Linked DNA regions of Mus musculus: region 2 is linked to region 1. A link is a contact called in public ChIA-PET data. All regions are on one chromosome and are shown on one strand. The core of a region is the stretch at or near the end of the contact, and the rest is flanking DNA. Distances in the headings are between cores, read along the strand shown.

Region 1 (6,632 bases), core at 2,580-5,079:
AAGCACGGCCTGCTTTTTTTTGTTTGTTTGTTTTCTACTACAACCTGAGGGTCTCTCTGCCTGATGCCTGTTTTTACTGCACCACCAGGGCCTGTCTTGAGTGCTGCTGTGTAGTCAGCACTGGGCAGACCCTCCTTCCATATTTGACCAGTGGAGGCACCTGCCATCTCATGTGTTAGAGTTCCCGATTTATAGTTCACTCAAAAACACAAGTGACCCCTGACCTGGAAATGCCGCGCCTGTTCACCATCACAGGACAGTTATTTTGGGAAGTTATTTTGCTCCTATCTTGGTTTAAGCTCTGCAGAAAAGGTTTACTCTTTTTCCCAATAAAATATGTTCCCATCTCTGCTATTGTATGGAATACTGAAGCCTCAAGAAAAACAAAAGCCAGTGACACACTTCCTGGAGTTAACAACACAGGCGTTGCTGCAAACGGAAGATGAAGTCATCGAGCCCTTAACAAGCAATGTGGCCATTTTCTTGATAAGCACAGTGATTAAGATTCTGAGGGGCTCGCCACGCTTGTGTGCCGTAGCTGGATACCTATCCCTGGGCCCAAGCATATGTTCTTTTGGACTATTTAGAACACTAAACCCGACTGATGTCTTTTGCACAGCCTGGATCAATGTGGGATTGTGTAACAACAAACTAACACTACTAAAATCCACAAGCATGAGGTAAAGTATACGCTTGCAGTGGTTTCGGGAGATGCCATTGTGTTTACTGTCTTAACAAGGCTAACAGTTGGTTCTTTGGCATTCTTTCAAAAATCCACCATTTCTAGGTGGAAAGGCTGAGGTATTTGGAAACAGTCACTTTCTTGGCTAATGAGACCATTTCTATCTGGAACGAGACCTCAGAATAAAAATGACCCCCAAAAAGGCCTGCTGGATTATTATCAGGATCAGTCCTGAGAACACAAAGCACCCTTGAGTCCCACCTGACATTGCTGAATATTAAGGCTGTTTAGACACACTTACGGCTATTGTCAGTCACAGCTCTGACAGGACATTAAACCAACAGCAGGCTTCCGCTGTCCTTTCTTCAAGGTCAAGCTTGGACCATACCAGAGAACCCAGGTACAGCCGTGGTTGGCAAGAATCAAACATAAGGTCAAGACTCCTCTGCCACTGCCACAGTGATTGAAAACCTGATTTAGAAATTTCTAATCAAAGCAACGTTTAATCCACGTTAGAAGCTTTCATCTAAATAGGTAGCAGTGTAAAAGAAAAGATCAAGAGGACGGAGAGACGCTGACGTTCCCTTAGTGGGTAGAACACTCTTTTATGGAGGGTGCAGGCAGGGATGACAAGATCACGAGGGTAAAGTTCTCACGAATGTGCTCTTTGCCCTTCTGTACAGGAACCCTGAGAGGCTGGAGTCGGTAACCAGGAAGAGGGTCCTCCGCGCACGTAGGAAACCTCTATCTGTAGTTTATAAAGTGCCTTGTGTCAGGAGAGAGTCAGTCATTGCTCCCTCGATTTCTGGTTAGGCCTGAGGTGGATGGCAGCGCCTAAGCCTGGAGAAAATCAGAGAATATCAAGTGTACAGCGGGGAGGGTCACACGTTCATTTTGGGCTGCGCGAAATGGGATGCTTTTGGAGTGAAGAGAGTGGAGCATCTGCGCATGGCTGGAGGGCGTGGCTTGAGCTGGGGTGGGGTGGCATTTCCAAGAGGCCTGCCCAAAGCTGTGGGAACGAGAGGGAAGGAGAGAGGGAAGAGAGGCCAACACCAAGCCCTGGAATGAGGAAGAGGGTCTTATAGGAGATTTGGAAGAGGCGAGCTCAGAGCAGAAGGACAAGAAGGCAGGTGTCATTGGAACTAGGTAAAAGGAGTCCCTGGAGAGGGGCTGCTGTCTTTGGATCTTACATGGCCTATAAGGGCCTGTGTGCTAAGGACTTGGTGCTTCTGTGAGGCGGAGCCTTCAGGAGGCAGGGAACATGCCTTGAAAGGGCACTGTAAGATTTCAGCCCATCTCCTTCCTCATTTCAAAATCTCAGTAAGCCCCTACGGACGGCAAGAGTGAGGAGAGCCCCCCACCCCCATAGAAGAGCAGATGGCCCCTCCCCCCTCCCCCATCCTGGTGCTCCTTTGACAGCCCCTCTGTGCCATCTGCACACACCTTCCCCCACCAGCCTCTTCCGTAGGCTTCTGCTCTGCCCTCCTAGCACTGGCTGATACCCGCTGCCCTGCTGCACAAGAGAGGATGCAGGGGGCCCAGTACCAACTGCTTTCATGGCTGCACTGGCCTTTGGGAGGTCCTGAGTTGAACTTTGAGACTGGGATTCATTCTCCTGGTTGGTGGTACCTTCAAAGAACACACCAGGAAATGAGGAGATGGCTCTGTGGGTGCAGTCCCTGTTGCACAGACAGGAAGGCCTGCGTTCTGAACCCCCAACGACCACATAAGAGCTGCATCAGCAGTCTGTCTGTAGCCTCAGCGTTGGCTGGAGCCAGGTGTTGGGAGTCCAACCAGTTTAGCCAAAACAGTTCAATGAGAAACCCTGTTTCAAAAAATAAGGTGGAGAGCGATTGAGGAAGACAGGTGTGGCTTCTAGACATGCACTCATGGTTTAGTACACTTCTTACACGTATGCACACATCACACATGAACACACACACACACACACAGAGAGAGAGAGAGAGAGAGAGAGAGAGAGAGAGGGAGAGAGAGAGAGAGAGGCACATAGCATTTCATTTATGTGTGTCTTTCCTGTCGGGATGAAGAACAAAGCCAGTCTCCTTTGCCCTGCTTTGAGCTCCCACTCATGTTTGCCGACCTGCTTCTAACATCATAGTCTCTGGTATGCTGGTCAGCCTGGAAGTCCTCCTAGCAGTCCGTGGACCCTTGGGCAAACCAGGAAGGTTATCACCCACCCTTAGGCCCAGGGTGGGGTTTCTTTTAGACTAGAGAATATTAGGGTAACTGTGTCCTCAGAATGCTATTCAGACACAGCTTAAGGGAGAACATGATTTCCTCATTTGGATTCGCCACGGTGAAAACATTTAAAGGCGCTGTTTTTATTAATAGACGTTATTTAATGCGGCGAGAGAAGGGCTGCTTCGGCGGTGGCTTCAGTTAGTTTCCTGAGCCAGGAAAATCTGCGAAGAGCCGTTCCTCCAGGCATGTCTGTAAACCCTGCTGGGTCTGCACTGAGCTTCAGCCAGGACCAGCTGCTTACAGGTGGCCTGGATCCCATGGTGTGTGCCTGTCTGCAAAACACGCTGTGTTTACCCAAAACAGTTGAGATTTGCATGGTATGGAGCCTTAAAGGAACGCTAGCTTTTGGCCTCTTAAATGTACAATGACTCAATGCAGTACAGATTAATTTCTCATTGATCTAAAGCCCCAAACAATGTTCCCCGGTGACTATTAATTCTTCTCCAATCAGTGGTTTGGGGCTGAGGCTTCTTCCATTTTGTAGGGTCCTTAACACATGGTTTCTGAGGTGGCATGATCATCTGCACCTAGCCAAGAGAGGAGGAGGAACTGTGGTATAAAAGAGCCATCGAGATACTCGGTGGGTAAATGTCCTTGCCACCAAACCCAGTGATCTGAAGGTGACACAGACCCTGCAGGGTGGAGGGAATAACCCCCACAAGCTGCCTTCTGACCTGCATGTGTGTCATACAAGTGCATATGTGCCCATACACACAATAAATTTTTAAAAAAGATAAATAAATATAGAGAAAGGGAGAAGGAAGAGAAAGACGAGGAGAACATGCTTGGGGAGCAGAGAGTGGGCCCCTTGGGCCGTGCACACACCATCCACGTGCATTCTACTCACTTCCAAAGCTATAAGCCACACCCAAGTGCAAGGCAGCCTGAGAAACCACATCAGTGGTACCCAGGAAGAGAAAGTGGGTTGGAGGATGCTGGCCGTGTGCCGTGTGTTCTGAGAGCCGGGCAGCAGCTGGGTTGCTTTTTAGAGTTCTGATGTTGCTCGGCATTCTTCTTGCTGCCAAGACAAAGGAAAGCCAATATGACAATGTAAGGAAGGGCTATGGGATGAGACACACACTCACACACACACAAACAAACATGCACACTTTTACACATAGTCACACACTTGCACAGAAACACACACACACAAACACACACACACTTTTACACACAGCCACATACCCACAAACACACTTTTATACACAGTCACACCACAGGCACAGAGACACACTCACACATACTTTCACACACAGGCACACACTCACGTGTACAGAGACACATTCACATGCATGCATGCACGCGCACAGGTGTGCACAGACACACACACGTGCACACATGTGCTCACACACATTTTTCACTGTGGCTGTGTTTAGAAAGAGTGCTCTGTAGATTTTATTCATTTTTGTCCAGGTGAAGAAGCTTAGGCACTCTTGGTATTGCCAATCAGTCACAGAACCAGGGCTCAGACCCACGGCTACTGGGATCCAAGCCCATTTAGCTAAGAATGTGTAAGCTTCATAAATTACACAGGCATTCTAGACACGGGTGCAAATTTCCAGTGAACAGATGTCAAGGTCAGGGACTTTCAAAAGGATGGTATTTCCAGAGATGTCCCTTGGAATCTGCCACAGTAAATTCTTCTGTGAAAAAGGGGTCTGGGAGCTAATAAAACCAGGCGCTGCCAGGAAATCTTCTGATTTTATAAGGGCAGGAACAAAAATGGGAAGGAAGAGTTGAAACTAAAGACGTCAGGGGCAAGAACTATAGGAGTCACCACAGGAAGCGTTGATGCCCCCGAGAGATCTGCAGGAAAATGTTCCAGAAGCCAGATAAGAGCTTGGATTTATTGCTTCAGGTCAACGGTGCAACATTTATGAGCTTCTGTGGAGGATGACCTTGGCCAGAGTCAGCCCCTGGACTGTGGCAGAGGATCAATCGATACCTATTGGTTTAATGTTTGCACAGGCAATCAAATTTGTTTAGGAAGAAATTGCAATTGATGCCAAGATGTTGCATGGGGAAGCTCGGGACAAGTGTTCTCCAGCCACTGGGGCTCTCCCAGCAAAGACTAGAGGAAGCAAAGGTGAGCTGAGCAAGCCGGAGCCTGGTGGACCAAAGACAATGACCGACATCGGGACGTGCGTCTTTACTGAAACCAGGAGGGGTTTATCCCACTGCAGAATTGCCCACTGCAGAATTGCCCACTGCAGAATTGCCTGGAGAACTTTGGCTTACAAGCTTGCTTTGAAATAGTTAAGATGTGAAACGGGGCATTTGTGTTAAAAGCATACTCTAGATGTCTCCTCCCAAAGGAGAAAGAACCCTGAGGTTCAATTTCTTGCTAGAGAGTTAACACCAAATGCTAACCCTGTATCCCCTGGAGGGGTGCATGCACCTGACCACTAAGGGAGTATCTTTCTGTCCTTGTATTAGTTGAGCTAAGGAAAACAGGGGGATTTTCTTAGTGAACTGGGAGAAGGTGATATAAGTAAAATCTACACATCATTGGGTTCCATTTTTATCAAATTTGCATATTGCCAAAAGTAATTTGAGTAGTATAAATAAAAACAGTTTTGTAGTCATTAGCATATTTTATGGGTAAAGGATAGAGCTTTGTGTTACAGTATGGTTAGATTTCTACCCAGAGCGACTACAAGAGTTGAAAGGTGGTCCCTGGCTATACATCACATGAGGAGGAACCATTGCCTAAATAAGAAGTATAATAGAACATCATCCCTATATCAAGTCCTTATAGCAAGTCCTATAGCAAGTCCTTATAGCAAAGTCCTTATAGCAAGGCCCCATGGCAAGTCCTTATAGCAAAGTCCTATAGCTAATCCTTGTAGTAAGTATTTATAGCAAGGCCTTATAGAAAGTTCCTATAGCAAGTCCTTATAGTAGGACCCTAGGACATCTGTCAACTGATGGCTTGGGAGCAAAAGAAGGATGATGTCAGCAGCTGCAGAGGCTGTTGTCCAAAGGTTATTGTCTTGAACAATGTCACCAAGTGTTCAAACTCATGAGCTTGTGGGGGACATTTCTAAGTCAAACAACACTGTGCCTCACACAGTGAGAAGGGGAACAAAGTCTCTTGATTCTCTCCTATACATTTGTACCATTCACAAGGGTGGATCCCTCAGGACCCAACTGCCACCCATTGGCCCGACCTTCCCATACCACTGCCTTAGGTCTAAAAATATCAATCGGAGGTGGCTTTGGTTTCCCGGGGCTCTGGAATCTGATAACACCTCTACGTGAGACTGTTAATTCCATGTCTGGAGTCAGAGGGGTAGGTATCTGGATGGGGAAGATGGACATGTAGTGAGGGTTGTAAGAAGATGACTGAGCCAGAACCAACTCAGCCTGGCCATGCCTCTGTGATCCTGCTCAGCTCAGCATTCAGCTCAATGTGTACCCAGCAGAGCTCTGGAGAGCTGGTGGGAACCCAGGAGATCTGTCGCAGTTGCTGCCTTATAAAATAAGCCCGTGGATAAGCCACAGCTGTGCATGAGGCAGGAGCACCAGGAGCCCCACCTGGGTCTTCCCCAGAAAAGGAAAGCACAGCCCTGCTTGACTTTCACTTTCATAATCGCAATCACATATGTATTCAAGATTCCTGTAATCCTATGCACGAGTGTCCTGGAGGTCACAGCACCGAGAGGAACTCTGCCACAGACACGCTCCT
Region 2 (6,632 bases), core at 2,932-5,431, 140 kb before region 1:
GACCCAGAAAAAGAAGAAAGGGCGCTGGCCCGGACTGGTTTCTGAAGCTGACCACTCATGCTGGCGTTTGCCCTACCCCGCAGCTCCGAGGTCCAGGAGCTCCACCCGTGCTCACCTCGCCTCGGACGCTCAAAGCCGCCGCGTGGTGCGGGGCCCGCGCCTGCGCAGTTTACTCCCACGTGCGCGCAGCCCCACCCACGCGCCCAGTGCAGCCGAGCCTGCGGAGCTGCTCTGATTGATCACCCGCAGGTGCTTGGTGGTGGTGCAGGCTCACCCAGGAATTTCTAGCTTTACAGGAATTTCTAGCTTTCTCTAGAAAGGTGTCCCGGAGGCCGCGCTGAGAGTCACTGAGGTTGCTATTTTAACTAGGTGAGGGACTTTTGGTTTTCCAGCTTACTCTCCTGGGCCTGCCTCCTCTGGAAACTAAACACGCCAGACCCAGGCCCCCAAACAGTCACTTCTTGAATGTTAAGAAGCAATGCTCAGATTTATGTCTTTGTTCTTTTTACATTTTCACTTATTTTGTGCCATGGCACATATGTGGAAGTCAGGGCACAACTTTTGGGAAGTCGGTTCCTTTGTTTTGAGACTGTATCTCATTATGTAATCTCTAGCTGGCCTGTTACTTGGATGTAGACCCTGAGCACAGAGACCCACGTGCCTCTGTCACTTGCAATGTTGACCGGGTTGGCCGTGAACTCAGAGATAACCAACCACCTGTGGTTCTCTGGAATGCTGGGGTTTTAAAGGCATGGACTACTGTTATGTCTCAAACCCAGGACGAATGGTTGAGTGCCTATTTAATATATCAAATTGGACCTGGCTGATAGGTTCTCCCAGCATCCCTCAGTCCCTACCTGTTACAGGGTATGACTGGCATACCCCACCCCCAACCCCTAAACTTCTCCAGCCCAGGGTCTGGGCTGCTCTTCCCCCAGCTGCCTTTCCCTATATAATCTGGCCATGTTGGTTCTCCAGGCTTTTGTCTACCCTTTTCTCTCCTGGCTCTCCCTCTCCCCGGCTCCTCACAGAACCCAGGTCAGGGTCAGGTTCCCTCTGGACTCTCTTAGATGTCTCTGTCTCTGCTCTCCCTCATGTCTATAATAAACCTCCTACTACACCATACCTAGGAGCAGTCATGTCCTTCCTTTTTTAATTTCTTTTTCTCTCTTTTCCTTCAGCTATCATGCCGGTCATTATCTTTTCTTCATTTTTATTAATTTCTAGAATATAGAAAAAGAAGAGTTCTCATTGGTGAGGTTACAATCAGTTTCTCCTAAAACAAACATGTTTGAAACTGCTGTTATTAACGAAGCCCATGATTTGTTCGGATTCCTGCCCTGCTTCTATACATCTTTTTAGCCAGAATCTAACATCACATTTAGCTATCTTCCCATAGCCAAGGCAGTTTCTCCTGATTGACAGCTTCCAGGAGCACCGAGGAGGCTTTTGGAAGCATCCTCCTGGTCCTGGGGTTTGTCTGATGCACTTGATAGGAATGGAGTATGAGTTGTTTGGAAGACTACAGAGGCAAAGTCACACTTTTATTGTAGGATACTGTCTGATACATTTTATGAACATGATTCACAATAATGAATAACAGGCGTCATCATATGACTGACATTTATTACATTTCTGCCCCGTAAAGTTTCCCCCTTTCCACACAATGTGATAGAGGAGAAAGTCGTTATGCCCCACCTCTGAACAGAATATGTCCTACGCTATTTTACACACTTCTTGCTCCAAACTCGTAGCCACGCCTTGTAACTTTTCAGTCCAGGCTCTTTGGTGGAAAATAGAGATGTGGAGAGTAAGGGTGTGCGTTAGGCTGTTGGGATTCTTTTCAGTAGTCACCCATCACCCCCAGGACTGAATTCCAGGCCTTCCCCCATGCTAAGGCAAATATTGTAGCACCGACTTCTCCATGAAAAAAATAAATCTCCAATTTCATCGTGATATTTCTAAATCCAAATGTAGGATTGCTGTAACTTTAGCTTGTTCAAAACCGATTTTTAATGATGGCTCTTAAACACTTTAGCCTCCCTTGGAGCCCACCACCCACCAGAGTTAGTGGAAAAGAAAGGATATGGGGGTTGTGGGGGGAGAGTGGACCTGTTTAGAAAGGTTCTTTGGAGCAACTCCCATCTGTGTTGTCAGGAAATCATCAGTTCACTTCACAGTTCAAAGACAGCAGCAGCTCGATCCACGTGCAAACACTTCACAGACACACCAGCAGTTCAGTTCAGTGGAGTCAGGATAGCAAGCAGGAAATCAGCAGCGGTGGCACGACCTAGCAGAGACAGCCAGGCCCCAGCCTTTGCTTTAGCATCCTCTCCTGTGTCTGCTTCAGGGAAACATTCCTTCACTTAGCCTTTCATGCCTGTGTCCACTTTAACGGAACACTCCTTCATGTGTTTGCCCCAGCAGAACACCATCCAGCACGTTCCAAAGAACCCTTAGCGTTTCCACTTCAGATTGCAGCGTTTCCATCTCATCTCTTTGGTTTTACACCTGTATTTCTTCTCTCTTATGATTTAAAAAATTAGTTTCCCAGACATGCTTAATACATTTTCTTACCAGTTATAAGTTCTGAAGTACATTTCAGAAATAATGCTAATGTTACTTCTAACAATATGAACAGATAAACAACTCAGTGTGTCTTCCCTCCTTTTGGGATAACATACCTTACTAGGAATGTTTAAAGTCCAGCCATTCTTTTCAAAGTAAGAAAACCTATGTATGTCTGTATGAATGCATGCATGTATGTATATACGTATGCATTTAGGAAAAGGGTCTCCTGCAGGCTAAACCCTAAGTGGTTCCTACTTGCACCTCCCAAATGCCTGGATAACCATTGTAAGCCACTACTCCCGGCTCAACCCATAGTTAGGGTCTCATTTCTGTGAATTGACACTCTTCACACCAAGGCAACTCTTATAAAAGACAACATTTAATCAAGGCTGGTTTTACAGGTTCAGAGGTTTAGTCCATTATTATCACGCTGGGACGCACAGCAGTGTGCAGGGGGTTGAGGGTTAGGGTTAGAGACAAAGAGCAGAGAGCTCTACCTCTTGATTGGAAGGCAGCAAGGAGGAGACCGAATATGTCTCACACTGGGTGTAGCTCAAGCATTTATATGAGAGCTCAAAGCCTTCCTCCACAATGACATACCCTGTCCAACAAGGCTACACCTCCTAATAGTGCCACTTCCTATGGGCCAAGCATTCAAATACATGAGTCTATTCAAGTCACCACCGCACCTTAATTGTAAAACGTACTGTAATACATTACCATAATTTGAGGAGGGAGTTGTCATTTTCTGATTAAAAAAAGACAGAGGGTTAGTAATATACCACATTGAAGATTTTCCTCCTCAGCAATTATGAAAGTAATTTAACAGTAATATGCTTGGATTTACAAACTTGCCACTGAAGACGAGTCTTAACTATTTTCACTTACAACTGTCTACACGGCCCAGAACTTTAACACATCTTTTCTCCGGACAGAGGTGGTTTGCAAAACCTCCAGACTAAAACTGCTCACCTTCCCTACCTCCTCCAACTGGGCTTAGTCACTATAATATACAACCTGCGTGCAACCATGCAACCGGATGGGTTACGCAGCCCAGGCAGGCTTAGGTCCTCTGCGTGGAGCACACTAACAAGCTTACTAGTAAACAATGGCACTCGGTGCCACTTGGAGATCCCAGGTCAATTATTATTATGGAAACCCTGCAGAGCTCTCTCCCAGAGATGAAGCTCGCATGCCCAAGTCAGCTGCTCCTGCGGACTTGGCTCACCCACAGGCAGCGCAAAGTTTGCACCATCAGAACCGGGAAGCCACAATCTCTAGTTCTCTTTTATTACTTTATGCCACTGACTCATTAGATGACCGGCCAAAGGGTGAAGAAAAAAAGATGGCAACTTCCTTCCGATAGAAAGCACCGGCTTGGGACGGGAAAGGGAAAGAGTGGCCCAACCGGACAACAACAGCCTGCTACAGCCTCCTTGGGCTTAAGTGGAGGTGGCACGGAGATGCTGGGCGGGGCCTCTAGAAACCGCGAGGACTGGAGGCGGCGCCTCGAAAACCACGCCCGCCTCCAGGTGCTTAACGTCACGCGGTCCGCGCCGCGCTGATTGGCTCGTTCAGGGAGCCCCGCCCCCTCAGCTGTAGCCGCGCCGGCTTAGGCGTCGCCGCCATCTTTGTTGATGTGTCAGCTCCGCAGGGGTTTTGGGGGAAAACCTCCGCTGAGAGCCCGGGATCTGCAGTGGTCTCCGCGCGTGACTTCCTCACCCACTCCGCGTCGGCTACACGCCGCCATGGGTTCGTCGGCCCTGGAGCCGGAGCTCCATCGGCCTCGCTAGGGTGCGGCCCGGGGCTGGACGACGGACGGTGAGTGGCCGAGGGGCGTCCGGGACGGGCGCGCTCGGGGAGCGCTGGTCTGCGCGCGTGGACGTGACGGGGTGGTAGCCCCGGGCTGTACGCAACTCCGCGCGTGGACGTGACGGGGCTGGCGGGGCCCTCGGGGGGCTGTGCCCGGAGGCGCGGCCGCTCCCCCGCCGCACCAGCGCGGTATCTCCGGGGACGCGGTCCGCAGCGTTCGGCTTTTCCAAAGATCCCGATGTATTTTCATATATTTTCACCTTGGTAGGGAAACCATTTCAGATTTCTCTCTCCCCTTCTACCTATCCTCAAAGTAGCAATCCCAGGGAAACAGCGCGCGGGGAGAATGATGGCTCAGCTGCCAACAATTCGTAACTTGTTACAATATTCACATCTTGATTGTTATTTAGAGAGGAGACTCGGGTTTGTACGCAGAACACCTGGGTTAGAGTCAGAAAAGACTACAGTAAAAAAATATGACAGCGAACCAGAAAAGATGTCTCAGACCCAGTGTCACGCACGGTCCTTTGATGTCCCAGCCTTTTCCTTTCTTCTGAAGTGGTACACAGGGTGCTTGTCTGAGGAAAAGATGAAACAAATCAGTTATGACAGTGTTTCAAAGTGCACGTGTAGCCAGCCATCCCAAGGAAAATCGGTCTGTTAAGTGTTAGGTTTATTAGCGTGGATGTGGCCTTTGTGCACTTAATTGTGAAGGAGATTAAGGACCCAGAGACAAGTGATACTGAAACGGATGCGTCTTGTGTATCAAGTCCACCGTGTGCAGCTACTTTTTAGCTCTTCGTTAATTAATGGTTACACAAATGAAACAACAGTAATGATTGGCCTACTTCTTTTATGGTTCCTTTTTGGTCTTCCCATGTTCCCATGTGCAGATTTTGGGCAGGCCATAATCTTGTACTGTTGCACCAAGGCCTTCCTTCTCCTTTGTACAGGGTAATAGGTAAGTATGACTTTGGAAGGCTACCAGAAGACACAGGGACTGTGTTTAGTTTTTTTGAAGGCCTTTTCTAATTTAAAACAATAGAAACTTAAGGTGTTTGATTGAGAACAGGTTCCATGGAGTAAGGGTGACATTTCCCAGTCTGATTTTTTTTTTTTTTTCCAGACTGAAATCCTGAGTGGTAGAAGAAGGGGCACTCATAAACCTTTAGTTCCTTCACACAGGAACCAAAGACTTATTCTTTGATGCTGTGCAGTGCGGCAGCATGGCTGCTGCTGATTCCTTAGTGTGTTCAGTCCTGAAAGTGACTGTGATGAACAGAACACTCAGCCCAGCTCTCTGAGGAAGCTGTGATGGTTGGGAGCCCAGGCAGCCTCACTGAGAAAACTGTCTTTCCGTTTGACAGCATCTACCCTGGTTTACAAAAGTCATTCAACTCACTGTAAAGAAAGAATATTCAACTTCAAATTCTGCTTTGTTTGTTTGTTTGTTTTTAATAATAAAACTAAAATTTTTCTTTTATTTTTTTTGTCTTTAAATGACTAAGGTCAGGTTTTGATTTTTCTCATAAACATCACTTCATTTACAATAGTTTTATTTAGTATTTATTTTAAAAGCAGCAACAGGATAGATAATTTAGACCTACAAATGCTCCTGTAATCTTACACCATTTCAAACTTATTTGAACTTGCTTAATGGAGAGTTTGCATCCAAGAAGTAAACTATTAGGTAAAGGGGCAGTAGACACCAAGAGCAGAAGCAAACTCTAGGATACTGCCAACTGTCTTGAGCGTAGTGGAAGCAAACTCTAGGATAATGGTAACTGTCATGAGTGTATTTCTTAAAGCTTGAGCTGGTCATTCATTGTAGGCTTATGTAGTAAGTACTAAATAGGTGTTGTTTTTAATAAAACTTAAATCTTACCAAATTAACCAAATTCAGGCATAAGTACAACTCTTTTAGTAAATGTAGAAATTCTATTTAATTGAATTCATTTTTCTGATATTTGGTTTTCATATTTTTTTTAAAGATTTATTTTATATATATATCAGTAGACTGTCACTGTCTTCAGACACACCAGAAGAGGGCATCAGATCCCATTATAGATGGTTGTGAGCCACCATGTGGTTGCTGGGAACTGAACTCAGGATCTCTGCAAGAGCAGTCAGTGCTCTTAACCGCTGAGCCATCTCTCCAGCCCCATTTTCAGATTTTTTTGAAAGAACGGTTAAATAAAAGTACTTACGTTTTTCTCAGACTTTATTGCAGTTGATACATTCTGTACAAG

Evidence for each region. ChIA-PET counts read pairs in DNA pulled down with a chosen protein or histone mark.
Region 2: a contact with region 1 is called in an RNA polymerase II ChIA-PET map of effector CD8 T cells, with 10 read pairs. The contact joins the promoter of Ccdc186 here to the enhancer-like site in region 1. A contact is called at or near these places in 3 of 115 datasets of contacts at active chromatin or transcription factors (effector CD8 T cells, memory CD8 T cells and pancreatic cancer cells) and 2 of 9 other capture datasets (adipose tissue and liver).

What each region holds. Positions count from the first base shown.
Region 1 is chr19:56,682,923-56,689,554 of GRCm38.p6, reverse strand. No RefSeq gene overlaps it. Among named protein-coding and RNA genes, the nearest start is that of Gm32575, 17 kb to the left of the region's middle. Within about 2 kb of position 3,829, at least 18 of the 459 cell types and tissues checked have an H3K27ac peak or open chromatin away from gene starts, as enhancers often do. A contact at or near this core is called in effector CD8 T cells, where this site is marked.
Region 2 is chr19:56,819,748-56,826,379 of GRCm38.p6, reverse strand. It overlaps Ccdc186 (coiled-coil domain containing 186), which reads left to right and starts at 4,181. Exons shown (of 16, transcript NM_170757.2): 1 at 4,181-4,392. It overlaps Tdrd1 (tudor domain containing 1), which reads right to left and starts at 171. Exons shown (of 26, transcript NM_001002238.2): 1 at 116-171.